Linked DNA regions of Gossypium arboreum: region 2 is linked to region 1. Evidence: chromatin contacts called from public Hi-C data. All regions are on one chromosome and are shown on one strand. Each heading gives the region's core, a stretch centred on a gene start, on an enhancer-like site or on the middle of the called end of the contact. The rest is flanking DNA. Distances are from core to core; before and after follow the strand shown. Region 1 holds the start of LOC108467283. Region 2 holds the start of LOC108467097 (probable NAD(P)H dehydrogenase subunit CRR3, chloroplastic).

The links. Hi-C and Micro-C count contacts between places; a contact is called where the count stands out from the background.
Region 2: a Hi-C map of leaf shows a contact between it and region 1, with 5 times the contacts expected there. The contact joins the promoter of LOC108467097 here to the promoter of LOC108467283 in region 1. A contact is called at or near these places in 2 of 5 Hi-C or Micro-C datasets (both in leaf).

The regions. Positions count from the first base shown.
Region 1 is chr2:76,764,265-76,771,621 of ASM2569848v2, reverse strand. LOC108467283 reads right to left here and starts at 3,214. Exons shown (of 10, transcript XM_017767882.2): 1 at 2,379-3,214; 2 at 2,151-2,288; 3 at 1,339-1,527; 4 at 1,091-1,228; 5 at 843-961; 6 at 601-733; 7 at 369-498; 8 at 162-241; 9 at 1-50. The coding sequence starts at 2,825.
Region 2 is chr2:77,137,660-77,145,078 of ASM2569848v2, reverse strand. LOC108467097 (probable NAD(P)H dehydrogenase subunit CRR3, chloroplastic) reads right to left here and starts at 3,000. Exons shown (of 3, transcript XM_017767602.2): 1 at 2,641-3,000; 2 at 2,413-2,558; 3 at 1,574-1,790. The coding sequence starts at 2,885. The coding sequence ends at 1,666. LOC108467096 reads right to left here. Exons shown (of 9, transcript XM_017767601.2): 4 at 6,220-6,866; 5 at 5,396-5,492; 6 at 5,256-5,309; 7 at 4,823-4,932; 8 at 4,135-4,325; 9 at 3,207-4,050. The coding sequence ends at 3,413.

The sequences.
Region 1 (7,357 bases), core at 1,965-4,464:
CTTCTAAGAACACTCACATTCGCTTCCAGATTATCAAGATAAACCTTGTCCTGTTCACATGTAGTAAAAAATAAGAATAAATCGACATGAAGTTAATTAGAAAAACTAAAATATTCCTCCATATAAAGGTTTGCTAAAACCTAAAATAGCTTATAGCTCACCCACTGCTTGTAGCACTCAGCGTTCTGGTTCAAACACCATATGACTATTCCAGCTGCCTCTTTGGATAACTCAGGAGAGCCTGCTCAAAGAAAGATACACTCAAGCATTGAAACTTCAATACGAACAAAGTGGATAAAGAAATGGGGCAGGTAGGGCTGGAGGAAAGGGATGCAAAGAACAAAAAGTTGTCAGGTGCAAAAGCATACTTTCTCCTGCTGCTTTGATAGCAAAGGCGAACATCTGAAGAGCCGCTTGTCTCATTGCTTTGCTCCCGTGAGAACCAGCAAGTGCAACTTCCTTTACTGTGGGATATATGGCCTCAAACCTTTCAGTCGCCTGCACCAATAGGATAATACTTACAAAAACACGAGAAAGTATAATGATTTTAACATATAAGCAATGACACGGCAAATTCAAGCAGTCAAACTTTTAACCTACCTTCACCCTAGATGAAGATGCAGGGAAGGTAGCTCGCATCAGTATCTCAAATGAAGATGGAGGCACCAAACGTTCCCCTTTTCTAACAGCATTATTTACTAAAATTGACCGAGCTTTTGAGACAGATAAGATCCTACACCAGAAGGAAAATAATTCAATAAACCTTAATGAATTTGTAACTCAATTAAAAGGTTAAAAATGGACCAAGACGAAAAAGGCACAAACTGTAAAAGTCCTAATACCATTCCACCAGTTGTAAAATTAGATCTCTGGATTGTGGATTACAGTTTTTGCTACTAAGTACAGGCAAGAGGAGATGTGCCCACGAGTACAGTCCCACAGCAAGATCTCCTTTGGATGCCTAAACAAATACAACATTAATGTATGAAATGAGATAAGAAGCTTCTCAAAAAGTAAAGATTAAGAGATTGTAAACTGCCTTCCAGATTCATATACCAGTTAGAATAAAGTTCTTTTCCCATCTACTTACCTGAACTATCGTCCATACAAAAATGGGGAGCTTATCTTGTCCTTGATATTTGGAATTTTCTCTCAACTTTGGCAATACACTAATTAAAGCATCAGGTTTACGCTGCAATACCATAGCTAATGCCACAAATATACCAACCTGCATAGCATGTTTCTACATCAAACCCCATCTGATACCTCAAAAGCATCAGAAACCAAAAGAATAGAAGAAAAACCAAATAAAATAACCAAATTGCCAAGTAAATTTACCTTAGACTTCAATGATGTCTGTTGCGCACCTTTTTTGGAGCCCTTAGCACTTGCTTGTTGGGCCGCCAAGTCCTCAAGAATGATGTCTAAAGACCATAATACAAAGAAACCAAGTGCCTCAAGGGATCGTTGGCTTATCCAGTCAGCTGAGGTCTTATAAACAGCATCAAAAATATGTGAAAGTGGTATCTGTTGAAGGACAAATTCACTTTGGTCAGAAAAATAAAATATATAATACAAAGTTAAGCAAAGATCAATAGAGACCAAAAGGAATCAAATTGACATCTGAAAAAAACGAGTAAGCACAATAACGACAGTGAAGACATCACATAGAAAGGTCTGAAAATGACAGATGGAAAGAACCTTAGAATAACAATTAAAGTTTAAACAACATGAGAAAAAAGTTTGAGGTCAATTCAAAAAGATATGTTTCTTCAAATAAAAAGAATTGTAGGATAATTTTAAATGTTAAAACTAACATAATATCAAAAGTTGAGATGGCGCAATGGAAGATCATAAATCAGTGCAATTATTTACGATTACTCAAATAAAACTAAAAATTCCAATCACATTATTGGCAAAACCATGGATGATAGCACGTTAATCTGCTCAAACCACAAATCGAGCTTTGGTAAAAAGTTCTCAATTTGAACACTCAATCATGCAAGAAATTAATGCGTTAAAACCTCCTTCATTCCTCCAATCTAGCTAACATAATCAACAAATTCCAATTGTGATCAAATAAAATAATAATAAAAAAACCCAGAGCGCACACACACACACACACACACACACACACAAAAAAAACTCACATCAGCAAGCTTGGCAACGGTACTCTCCCTGAAAAGCTTCAACCAAGGAAACTGCCCCGCAACCACTAGCTGAAATGCCTTACCATAGTAATCCGCAAACTTCTGCATTTGAATTTCTTGCTGTTCGCCATTCAATTCCTAATTCCCCAAACAAATTAAAAATATTTATATAATGAATCCAGTTATCCAAGCAAAAGACAATCAAATTTATCATCCTGGTACACTTACAGCGAGATAAGCAGAGAGATCAGTGGGATCGATCTTCGCAGCGGCTTCTACAACCGTAACTTTAGGCTTCTTCGGCTTCTTTTGCTTCGCCTTCTTCTCCTCATCTGCTGGCTTCCCGTTAGGTTTAACGCCATCCAGATCACTGCCATCGTCATCGTCGGAATCATCGATGACCGATCTTTTAGGCTTAGACTTGGCATCGGCATCAATGGCAGCAGCAGCGTAAGCTCTTTGAGCTTCAACTATCCGACGACGGCGATCCTCGGACTGTTGCTCGAGGGAACGGAAAACGCTGGCGGAGCCATTAGTTAGGGTTCCATTAGAACGGGGGAGGTTGGGATCGGCGTTGGGCTTGGTCTTGCGTTGACGTTTGGGATAAGAGACCTTTTGCCAGCCGTGGTCAACGTGGTTGGCATTGGTGGGTTCGTGAAGATCGACGGACTCCATTGTTGGGAAAATTTGGAGAGAAATGAAAGAAGGAAAATTGGAGAGAAAAATAGTGAGAAAAGGAAATATAAATAAGGAAAGAAAAGGAGAAAAGGGAATGGATAATAAGGAATTAAGCAACGCAAAACGCGTAAATACTTTTGCTCAGATTAGGGATGCACTGCAGACGGAGGAGACGAGACAAACGATTCAGAATAACGGACATTAATTATTATTTATATTATCCTTTGCTAAATATTTTTATCCCCATTCTATTATCTGCTAATTTGGAAATCAATTTTCATTTTCTTTTCCTGCGATACATAGTTTTCTTTCGTGCGATATAGGGATGATAGCATGTAACAATTAAAATATATTATATTTCTTTCATAAAGTATATATAATTTGATAGGTTCTAATGGCAAGCATTATTGATTTCCCGGCTATTAGAAGTTTTTCCATAAAATGGATTTGGAGAGGGTATTAAAGGAGTCTATGTGGACTTTTAATAATTATCTACTGTTGTTACATTGTTTGAAATTGGGAGAAGATCTGAAGAGGGTACCTTTAATATTTGTGAATTTTTGGGTACAAGTTCATGATGTGCCCCGGGTTTCTTTAATGATGTTATGGCTAGACAATTGGATGATTTTCTTGGAAAGTTTTTAGAATATGGCGGATCTAGTCTAGGGAAAGGGTTGCGAAGTTACATATAAGGGTTCAATTATATGTTAAATGCCTTTTAAAGAGAAACAAGAAAGTGATGTTTGCGTCTGGTAGTTGTTCTTATGTCTCTTTTAAATACGAGAGATTGACTCTGTTTTGTTTCTTTGGTGGAAAGTTAGGGCATAATGACTCGTTTTATCAAGCAAAAATGTCATTGAGGGTTGAGGTTGCGGAGTTTGGCTGGGATATGCCGCTGAAAGCTCAGTCTATGAGAGCTCTTACCATGAGTAATGTTTGGTTACGTGATGAGGACGAAAGAATGAAAGGGGGTAGTCAGTTTGGTTGTAATGTTTCTAGTTAGAGTAAAGGGAAGGGAGAGGAAGGGGAGAAGTTGGCTCTTGTATTGATCCTATATCGAGAGTGAATTTGGAAAGAGATATCAATTTATAATATCAATTTATCTTTGAACCTTGATAGGGAGCCATTCAAACATTCACATTTACACATATGTTATAATTACAAAACTAAAATATAAATTTATTTAAAACACTAAGCACATAATTTTAATCAATACAATTTTCAATAAAATTCAAAGTCATATAAAATATATGCGGCATTGACTTTCAGAAACACAATCAATATACATTAATATATCATATCATATCACCTTATAACATAGTGTAATATTCATTATTATATAAGATAAAGATAACATTATAACATGGCCAAAAATATTCTTTTACAATTCAATTTCATACGCATATTACCAAATTAAAATGGACTATTTTTATCAATACTACCAGTCAAAACATACTAAGATTTATTTGCAAAATACTAACTATACATCCATAATTTATTCAGTCATTAATATACATACAAATAATTCACACCATTTCTATATGACTTAATAAACAAAATTTATAAATATTAAGACTAAATCAAAATATACCAACTTCACAAGTTATACACCATGCTAAAATATCATACTCAAGAATCATACCAATTCATCTCATAAAATATGCCATAAAACACATCATAATATTTAATATCATAACTGAATATACATTATAACTATTATAACTTCTTTATTGAATTTTATAACAAACATATCAAATACATATATTCTTTGTATTAAGCTCATTAATTTTAACTATTTGTAATGCAAATCATATCTTCCCAATACATCAATATAAATCCACAACCGAAATATCTTTGTCTCTATATAATCATCATTCAATTTACTACCAAAACACATGACCAATCACCTCAATATATATACTTTGAAATGATGTATATGTCAAACTAATGCATAATATGCTAGAATGTAATATATATACAAATGTCGAACTATCAATCAAATATATTCATTATCTCATTTCAACATTTATCCAAATATACTTATCAACTAATTTTAAACCATTACTAACACATGTAAAACATAATCAAATCATTTTAACCAAAGGTAGCATAACAAACATAATTCATACTATTATATAAATATCATAGCCAATTCACTCATACCACATCCAAAATCATCAACCAACTTCAATGCACAAAACACATATCACAAATACCATTCATCCATGGCACATAGCATTATAACCAAAATGAACTTAAACCATAATCAAACATAAAACAATGCAAACAAATACATAAAGTAAGCTATCATAGCGTAATAAGTCATAAGCAAATAAATAACTCAATGTTAACATCACTCAACTTAACCAAACTAATTTAGGCTATCATATTCACATTTATTTATAAGATCATAATTTCATATATAACATATACTTCCATATACAATTTCACATTGGCGAATATACATAATCTTATATACACATATTCAAGAATCATTTAAAAAATATTCACATTATATATTAAAAAGGTCGAATACGCTTTCCATATTCACATACATTCTTCATTTGCAACAAATATCAAGTAACTTACTTACTTTATTTCAAGTAGGTAATAAGCTAACTCATACCTGGTCATTTTAGCTCGTTTTACACATTCGATCACAACTTATCGTTGCTCGATGAACCATTCAGAATTGGATAGGACACATGGATAATCACATATATCGTACAATGCCAACGTCCCAAACGTGGTCTTACATGTAATCACATATCGATGCCACTGTCCCAGACAGGGTCTTACTCGCACACATATATCGGAGTCACATATCGATGCTAATGTATAAAACGTCGTCTTACTCGCACACATTTATAGAAGTCACATATTGATGCCAACGTATAAAATGCGGTCTTACTCGCGCACATATATCGAAGTCACATATCGATGCCAACGTATAAAGTGTGGTCTTACTCGCACACATATATCGATCCCATGGTCTTACTCGCACATCACATATCGAAATCCTATGTCATGACATATGAATCCTAGCTATTCCTAAGGTTCATAAGAGGATTTCGGACGTTGTAATTTAGTCGAAACGAACTCGTAAGCTTAATTCCTTTGTACATATACATTCGGCTCTCACATATAAAATTTCTCATAATTTAATTTCAGAATATAAACTCATACATAATTAGAACTAACGATATCTATTTTCTTATAACCTTACCTCGGACGATGAAAAACGAAACGGGACAACTAGTCGACAACTTTAGTTTTCCCCCGATCCAAATCTAATTTATTTGGTTCTTGATCTAAACATTTTCAAATTAAACTCATTCAAACATATTTTTATTCAATTTAATCCAAAAACACATATATGGAAAAATTACCATTTTACCCCTGACATTTTACACTTTTTACAATTAAGTCCAAATTGCATAAGACACAAACATGTAAAATTTGCACACACCATGATTAGGTCGAATGTTCCTAGTGTTCATACAAGTCCATACATTTCATTTATTTCATATTTTAGTCCCTCAATTTATTATTTTTTCAATTTAGTCCTAATTACTTAAAATCATAAAAAATTCCAATACAAAACATATCAATCCAAAACATATCTTTCATATTTAACAAACTAACACCACAAAACTCAAATATTCATCAATGACATAACTCAAAATATTCACCAAAATCAGAAATTCAAGCATGGGCTTTGTAGATAACATAGCAACGGTCTCAAAAACATAAAAATTATAAAAAAACCGAACAAAAACTAACCTTGAATCAAGCTTGGACAAGGCCGAATACCCCAAGCTTTTGTTCTTTTCTTTCCATTTGTTATTTTGGTCATAAGAGAAAAAGATGAGCAATGGCTTTTAATTATATGTTTTATTATATTATAACTTATTAATTAATTTACCTAATTAACCTTTGAAATAAAATATAAAACCATGTTATAATAAGGCCACTACCGTCCATTTCATGTTATCAAGGGCAAATTGCAACATAAATACCTCCATTTATAAAGACAACAACAATTCGGCCCTTTTCTATTTAACCATCAAACTTTCATTTTACGCGATTAAACCCTTTTTATTAAATCGACACTCAAACGATAAAATTAAAGCATGAAAATTTCACAGATATAAATTCACACATAATAAACACAGAAAATAATTTTTAAATATTTTTCTGACTCGAATTCGTGGTCCCGAAACTACCGTTCTGATTAGGGTCTAAATCAGACTGTTACAACTTCCCCCCTTAGGGATTTTCGTCCCCAAAAATCTTACCGGTGAATAGGTTCAGATACCGTTCTTTCATTGCATCTTTTGGCTCCCATGTTGCTTCTTCAACTCCGTGTTTATGCCATAGTACTTTCACTAACGAATTTTTCTTATTTCACAATTCTTTAACTTCGCGAGCCATAATACGAATCGGTTCTTCCTCATATGTCATATCGGACTTAATCTCAATCTCTGACGGACTATGTGACAGCCCAAAATTGACCCTAGTCGGGAAGT
Region 2 (7,419 bases), core at 1,751-4,250, 370 kb before region 1:
GAATGACATTTTGTATGGGACTCAACATCTGCTAACTCAAAGAACAACTCAACTGGGTCAATGTTACCAGGCAAGCAATACAGGACGATCATAGTCGTCATGTCATCATCTTTTATAAGTTTCATCTCCCTATATTTGCACGGATTTGATGGAACTAGAAATTTGTAAAATAGTCTGAGCATCTTCCTCTCACAACGTCAAGCAATTTCCACGCTAATCTTTTGTTTGATTTCATCAAGTTTTACACTCTTGTTAAATCTCATTCCTACTTGATGACGCGATTCAAGTATACAACCAACTTATGTTTGGAAAATTATCACATCGAAGTGGATATATATGAAGAATTGGTTATTTATCTTCGATAGTATATCTATAAAACAAATTAAAAATAAAAATTATATATATTAGTTCCTATTAAAACAATTCATACCATTTTAAAACAACAAAGAAAATTTTATCAAACAATATAACTTGCATCTCATACTATTAATTATCAATATATAGTCACATAATCATACATAATAATAAAATAAAATGAAAATACATAAAAATAATTACAAGCTAACATTATCAATTCAAACTTGTTTTTTGAAGTTAAAAAAAAAGAACTTGAATTCTAAAATGGAAAACAAATATTGTTGATCTTCAATCTTAATTTCTAACAACTTTTTTTTCTCTCTCATTTTGTTCGGAACTCATAAACAACTAAAATTTTGTTTTTTAGTCAAGAAAGGGGTTTATATGGAGGTTTGGTGTTGTCACACTATCAGGCAACACCCATAAAAAAAACATTTAACCTTTTTCTTTAACAATGGCTAAACATTTTAAAATTTCAAACCAATGTTGTCAACCTAGCAGGTGGTACCATAACACCAGCATTTTTTACCCTTTTTTTTTCTTTTTCTACCACCTTTAAAAAAAAAAAGAAAAAACACTGGTGTTATCAATTTGTTAGTCGACATCACAAAAAAAATTCACTTTGTATTTTTGATTCTGTATATCCCCGAAAATACATGTATTATTTAAAACTTTATATTGATGCCACTTTATATTGATGCCGCCAATGTGTTAGGTAGTACTACTTAAAATATTTTTTTTTCAACGGCACAATTAGCTAATGGTTATGGGAAAATTTATAGTGCCACTTGACAGCTTGTTGGCACTTTATTTTACTGTAAAAATCGACCCATTTTTATAATTAGTATGCATGTTGTATCATTTTCGTATTTAATTTTTTTACATTATTTAAGAAAAAAACCCATATTTCATCAATCTCACCTCACTAATGAGATCCAAGCAGCACATTAAACTCCAGTTGAAAAAAGATTTGCATGAAAAGCTATGAAACAGTTACCTTTGTATCCAAAGGGGCCCTAATAGTTTTTAGGAGTAAACTTTGCAAGTTACGAACCTAAAAAGTAGAGGAAGATGAATTTATATTGCAGTTGTTAATATTTCATTTTTAGGGTTTATGAGGAAAGGTATTAGATTTTCGGTATAGACTAGAAGACACATGAAAGTCTTTAGGTAAATTTGGTTTTAAGATCCATTGCTATTTTTTGGCATGGTGATATTATGATTGAAGCTGCGGTTGATTGGTTTAAACAAGATGTGAACAATCTTATACACAAAACATGATATCCAGAAGAATGAAGCAAAGTGGTTTCACATGATGAGGTCATCGATTAGGGGGGTGCTGAATGGTAGCTTTATGACCCCAGAAGCAACTAGTAGAGAAAAGGTCCAAATTGGTAGGATCCATTGTAGCACAACCAACAGGATTGTTTTTCCTGCACAACCAATTTTCCCATTAATAAAATCAATCATACGAGTCATCTATCAAAACAAATGAAATTTACCACTAACCGGATGACATTACGATTTATGGGATGCAACCTCAACAGTAGTCTAGGTCACCCTCACCCTCATTCGTAGAAGTTGAAAGTCCAGCACTGCCCATCTCTTTTCCAACATATGCTAAGTGTGGGTTGCTTCTAAATGCAACTGCTAATAGAGTGTTTGAAGGCTGACTAAAGGTGTAAAATTCAAGGTTAAGGCTGCATATTTGCTTAGCTTAAGTCTTGGCATGTAACAATTGATCTTAATTCGATATCATAAGTCAGCACAGTGAGGGGTGGAGACCTGAGCTACTGACAATGGCAGAAAATTATCTGCATTCTAACTTGGTAAAAGAGTTGAAGTTTCTAGATCATTCAATTGGTTGCTTGTTTTGCGCTATTCTGCAAGCTATTATCAAAAGCAGTATAAAAAAAAAATCATATTGCCTACCTCTTATACCTAAATATGCTTCATATACATCTTAAACTTTCCGTCTTACAAGTAGCTTTCACCTTTCAGTACTAAAACTTATCTGAACTCGATTGAAAGAAAATAGAGAGAAAAATGAAGTACCGGAGGAACGGAAGGTTGCTTCAGTAGTGGTACCAATCCACTCCCCAGTCTCGCGGAGCTTCTTTTCAATGTCTCCTTCAAATTTACCACCAGTGACAGGCAAAAGCCCATCGAATATCGTCTTCCTCCTTTGCTCCTCCAAATCACTGCCCATGTTTAAACAAAACAAACATCAAGCTTATTCTCAATTACCCATAAAAAACAAAGGGGGGCTGAAGAAAGATATGCCTGGAATCAGCGTCACGGAAGGAACCAGCACCAATGGCACGTTCAATCTGGACGACAGAGGGAGGAGGGTGTGGCTTTTGTTGTCGCAAACGTTGTCTCCTTTTTCTTGGTCGAGTTGCTGTTTTGGGTTTTGAATTTGTTTGGGTTTCTTGTGGGGAGGGTTTGTCAGTAAGAGAGGCAATGGGGGGATGGATAACAGCTTTGGCCATGGCAATGGATATACAACTGCAGGATAAGCAAGCCATGCTTTTTCTTTTTTCTTGTCACTTTTTTTAGTTCTCTGTTTCGTATTTGGATTTTTATTTTTTATTATTTATTATTTATGGTGTTCTGCTCCGGTAACTGCCGAAGGATAACTTATAAAACTATCTATAGAGCCATTGGCTGGTCAGAAATATCTTGACAAGATCTTTAACGTACAACATTAGAAGCAGGAGGTACAACCCATCATCAGCTAAAAAGCACATTGTCTGTCATCAACAATTTTTGTACTTTTGATCTTAATCACACTATAAAGTTGTTCATTGATATTCGTACACTGCAGCAATCAGTTGAATTCTTCAAGGTTTCCACAATATCTGACATGAGTTTCATTATTATGATAAAAGGCAAGGAGCTGACTGCATAAAACTTGTCACAAAAACATGGGCTTTCCAATGAAATTATACCAATGCGATTGTTATAACTCGAGAGAAATGGCTCCTGCTGAATAGAACAAAAATGATTGTAGGATCTGTACAAAGGCCCTAAAAACCTAGTATTCATGTTGGCATCACACAGGCAGATTCCTTAGCAGACGAAGTGCTCGTGTCCAGTGTGATCTTTGCGATAAAACAATCTTCCTCAACGCTGGCACTGCCCCAGCAGCTATGATTGCAGAATGATTGTCACTGTCCATACTCAGATTATACAGTATTGATAAGGCTGCTTCGACTGCTCTGTCACTCCCTTGTTCAATAAGATTCACAAGTGGAAATATACCAACCTCAGATGCAACAGCTCGGGTGGAATCCACAACCCCTTCAGAAATTATTCTGTTAAGTTCAACAGCTGCGGATTCCTGTGTTTCTGGAGAAAGAGACAATTTTATCTGCTCTATAAGTCTTGGGATTGTCTCATAAAGAGTTACCTCCATGTTGATTGGATTCTCAAAATCTACATTAGGATTGGATATGGAGCACAGTTTAACAAGGCAAGCGGCAACCCAATCTTTGTTTCGAAGAGGGATATCAGACTTAAGGATTTTGCGGAGTAGTTTGATGAAATGGGTAGAGTCTATTTTTTGGCAAAACTGTTCCGAGTCAAGAAGTTTTGTTAGTAGCCTTGAAGCTGCAGAGACTGCAAGGCCAGCTTCCTCAATTTCAAGAGCATATTCGTCTAGTTCCTGACCTTCTACATCAGCTTCCTTGTCTGCAAAATAGAAAAGGTATATGTTCTCACAAGTCTACAGTAGTACAGCTCAAGTGTTTTCAACTAAGAATTATTTGCCCTTACCTTTTACAGCTTTTTGATGAAAAACAGCTTCCAAACCAGACGATACATCTACTTTGATTATTGTTTCCATGCTTGGTTCAATTATTGTTATGAATTCCAAGATAGAAGCTGCTTTTCTTTGCAGGTTTGATGGTGATGTCTTCAGAATCTCAATAAGGCGAGTAATGACAGTAGAGTCTAGCAATTCTTTCCTACAATACATGTCCAAAATATACATCGGGTTAGTGTTACAGTCAAGAACCCAAGGATTCAACATGAATATCCCAAAACATTAAATCACTAGGCAAATAAAAAAACCTTTTGTAGTACATGCTTTGACAATGGAGCCTAAAGTAACTAAGGGAACATATATAAACTCCACCGTCCCCCTTAAGAGCTACTGTCAGTTTCAGTTTCATTGAATCAACTTGGGGAGAAAATAGATAAATTGTGGAAGAAAATAATTTAGAGCCAAGATGAGAAGAAGTAATAAAACTTTGAAACCCTGCATTACCAAGATAAGTGGATCTACATAGAAGACAACAGAAAGAGGAAAACAATTAATATGTTTCCCAATTGATTATCTCCATGTATCTCCTCCAGAGTAAGCAATCATTTTGGAAACAGAACAAGATCCAATGGTGAACACCATAATGATGAAGCATCATTTTTCAAATAAACAAAGATGCCAGAAAGAAGAGGGAAAAACCTGGAATCCATTATTGACACAGGCTTATCTCCAGTCAATCCGGCAGAAGCATTAAGGCTCCTTGCAGCATCTATACCCATCTTTGAACCATTAACTGGTCCATTGTAGAACTAGATACAACAGTATACTAGGTAAGTCAACAGAAAAATATAGGGCCCAAATTATTCTTTGTGAGCGTATGGGTGACTGTGTTTCGAAAACTTTGAATCATTGAGGTTGCTTGCTTTGTTTTATGCTGTTATAACCATTTTAATAAGAAAACAAGATATTAATAAAAATGAAAATGGCCAAAAAGATCTTTCCGAAAAAGACAACCCCAAATGCCATGCAACTAAAGAAGCAAAACTTAAGGGGTCTAAGTTTAAAAATTGGAACAGATGGAAATGTCTTTTATCATTTACATTATGCTGTAAAAATCGATTGGCTGACTAACCTTTGACTTCATTTCTTTACTAGGGTCTAAAATCCTAGCAAGTATATCCAAGGTCTGCAAATCCAGCAACAATCCATGTCAGAAATATCAAACTAGAATTATTACAAATTACCACTTGAGAAAACAAAGATTGCCTTCACCTTTTCCATCAAGCTTCCAGAGGTTTCTGAGCGTTTCAGTGTACAAACTAAAGGGTGTAAAATACCTTCAGCTTCAAGTACATGATAAAGAGAAGGGCTGCAGCCAGCAAGAAACTTCAGAAACATTTTATTGTATCTAAAACCTAAAATATGAAGCACATGTTGTGTTACTTAGTTCCAGAAACTACCACTAAAGTAAAAGGAAATGATACATGGATAGAGATGTGGATGTGAATATGAATATGAATATGAGAAGATATTGTCAAAATTACTGGCATGACTCAAATGTTCAATAAAGAAAATTCCATAACACCAATTCGACACATTAAATGCTACCAGCATCAATGCCAATGAAGCAAATTGAGAAATCACAAAAAAAAAAAAAAAAAAAATAACTTTGTAACAGATATTAAGAGCCACAACTTTACAACAAAATGTTACAAGAATAAGACTAGGCCCTATTCTGGTGAGACCATCAAGAGACGATGGATGCATCTAGACAACTCGCTGTTAATAAAGTAGAGAGACAAAATGTGAGCTTCCTCCAATACCCAAACACTAACCCTGGGAGTTATATTTCTCCAGAGGGTTCAAGAAGCATATAAGAAAGCACAAGAAGGCTCACTAAAAACTCACTGTCTTTTAAATATGAACAAAGAAAGACAAAACAATGACTCAATAATTCATAAAATAATATTGTGAACTAAAGGAAAGGCCAAAATCTGGGTCAATGTGTACTTCAAGAAATGTCTGCACTTGGTAAAATTTTGCCCATTTAGAACTGAAGGCATTATCTACCAAGACTACACAAAGAGAAAATATACCTGACAGACAACCTCTCCAAAGCGTGGATCACAGCTGATCTGACAGCAAAACTGTTATGGTCTAAAAGCCGAACCAAATGCTTGATAGCACCAGCTTCCTTGAATGAAGTCCGCATATGTTCATTGATAGATGAGTCGGCAATTGACTCAGCAGCTCTCGATATGGCAACCTCATCATTAAGCTCAAGTATCAAAACTAATCGAGCCACACCATCTATCCATGGGAGAAGAGTAAGTCGGTTATCAGTGGGGATATCAGACTGAGATTCTCTTTTTCCATCCAACTCTATAGCCCCTATGCGAGCAAGAAACTGTTGCTGTGTGCGCCCAACTATTGCATTCTTCTTAGCTTCCTCTAACTCAGCATTCTCACCAACATTCAACCCAAGAAGTAATTCAGAGGCACCAAACTTTGAAGGTCCTTTGGAAGTCTGCTCAATCTCTGTACCATCTGGCATAGTAGGCCATGAATATAATCCTGGCTTGAAAGACTTGTAAGCAGCTGCACCAACCATGGGAACAGGAACCAGACCTTCCTCTATGACAAGAATTCTATAATACTGATCCTTAATGAGTTCCAATAAAGCATTTCTAGCTTCCTTCCGAAACACTTTAGATCCTTCCATGTCAGTTTTTAATAGCTTTGCCTGCATTAAGAGTAAGAATGTTTCATCAGGTGCCACTGAAATTTAGTCTAAGTTTCACTATGTTGCATTTTCAATTCACTACAATCCAATGATGCAGTAATGCGTTCTAAAAATGAGTCAACAACAATGGATACAGTTTGCTTCTGTGAGATACACAACCATCATCTACTAATACAATTGAATTTATGAACTTTTTGGAGACTAGTTAAAAATTGAATTTAAAGGTTAACTTTGGAAAGGAAGCAGTGCATGCGAAGAAAGAAGATTATAAACAAAACAAGAATGTAACTGCATGACAGCAAACAAAATACAAGTTTCCGGGTAAAGGTATATAAACAATGTCATACTTCACATTTGCATTTGACAATTTTGGTACGTAACATCATTTTGATTTGGGTAAAAATAAGAAAGCTTTGCAAACAATATAACCGAAGAGGATAGACCAGAATGCACAAGTTTTTAGACACACAAAAGATTATAACAATAAACAAACATCATCTTGTTCAAGGAAAACAAAGGCTATAGCATATTTACATTAAGTCACTCTATTGCA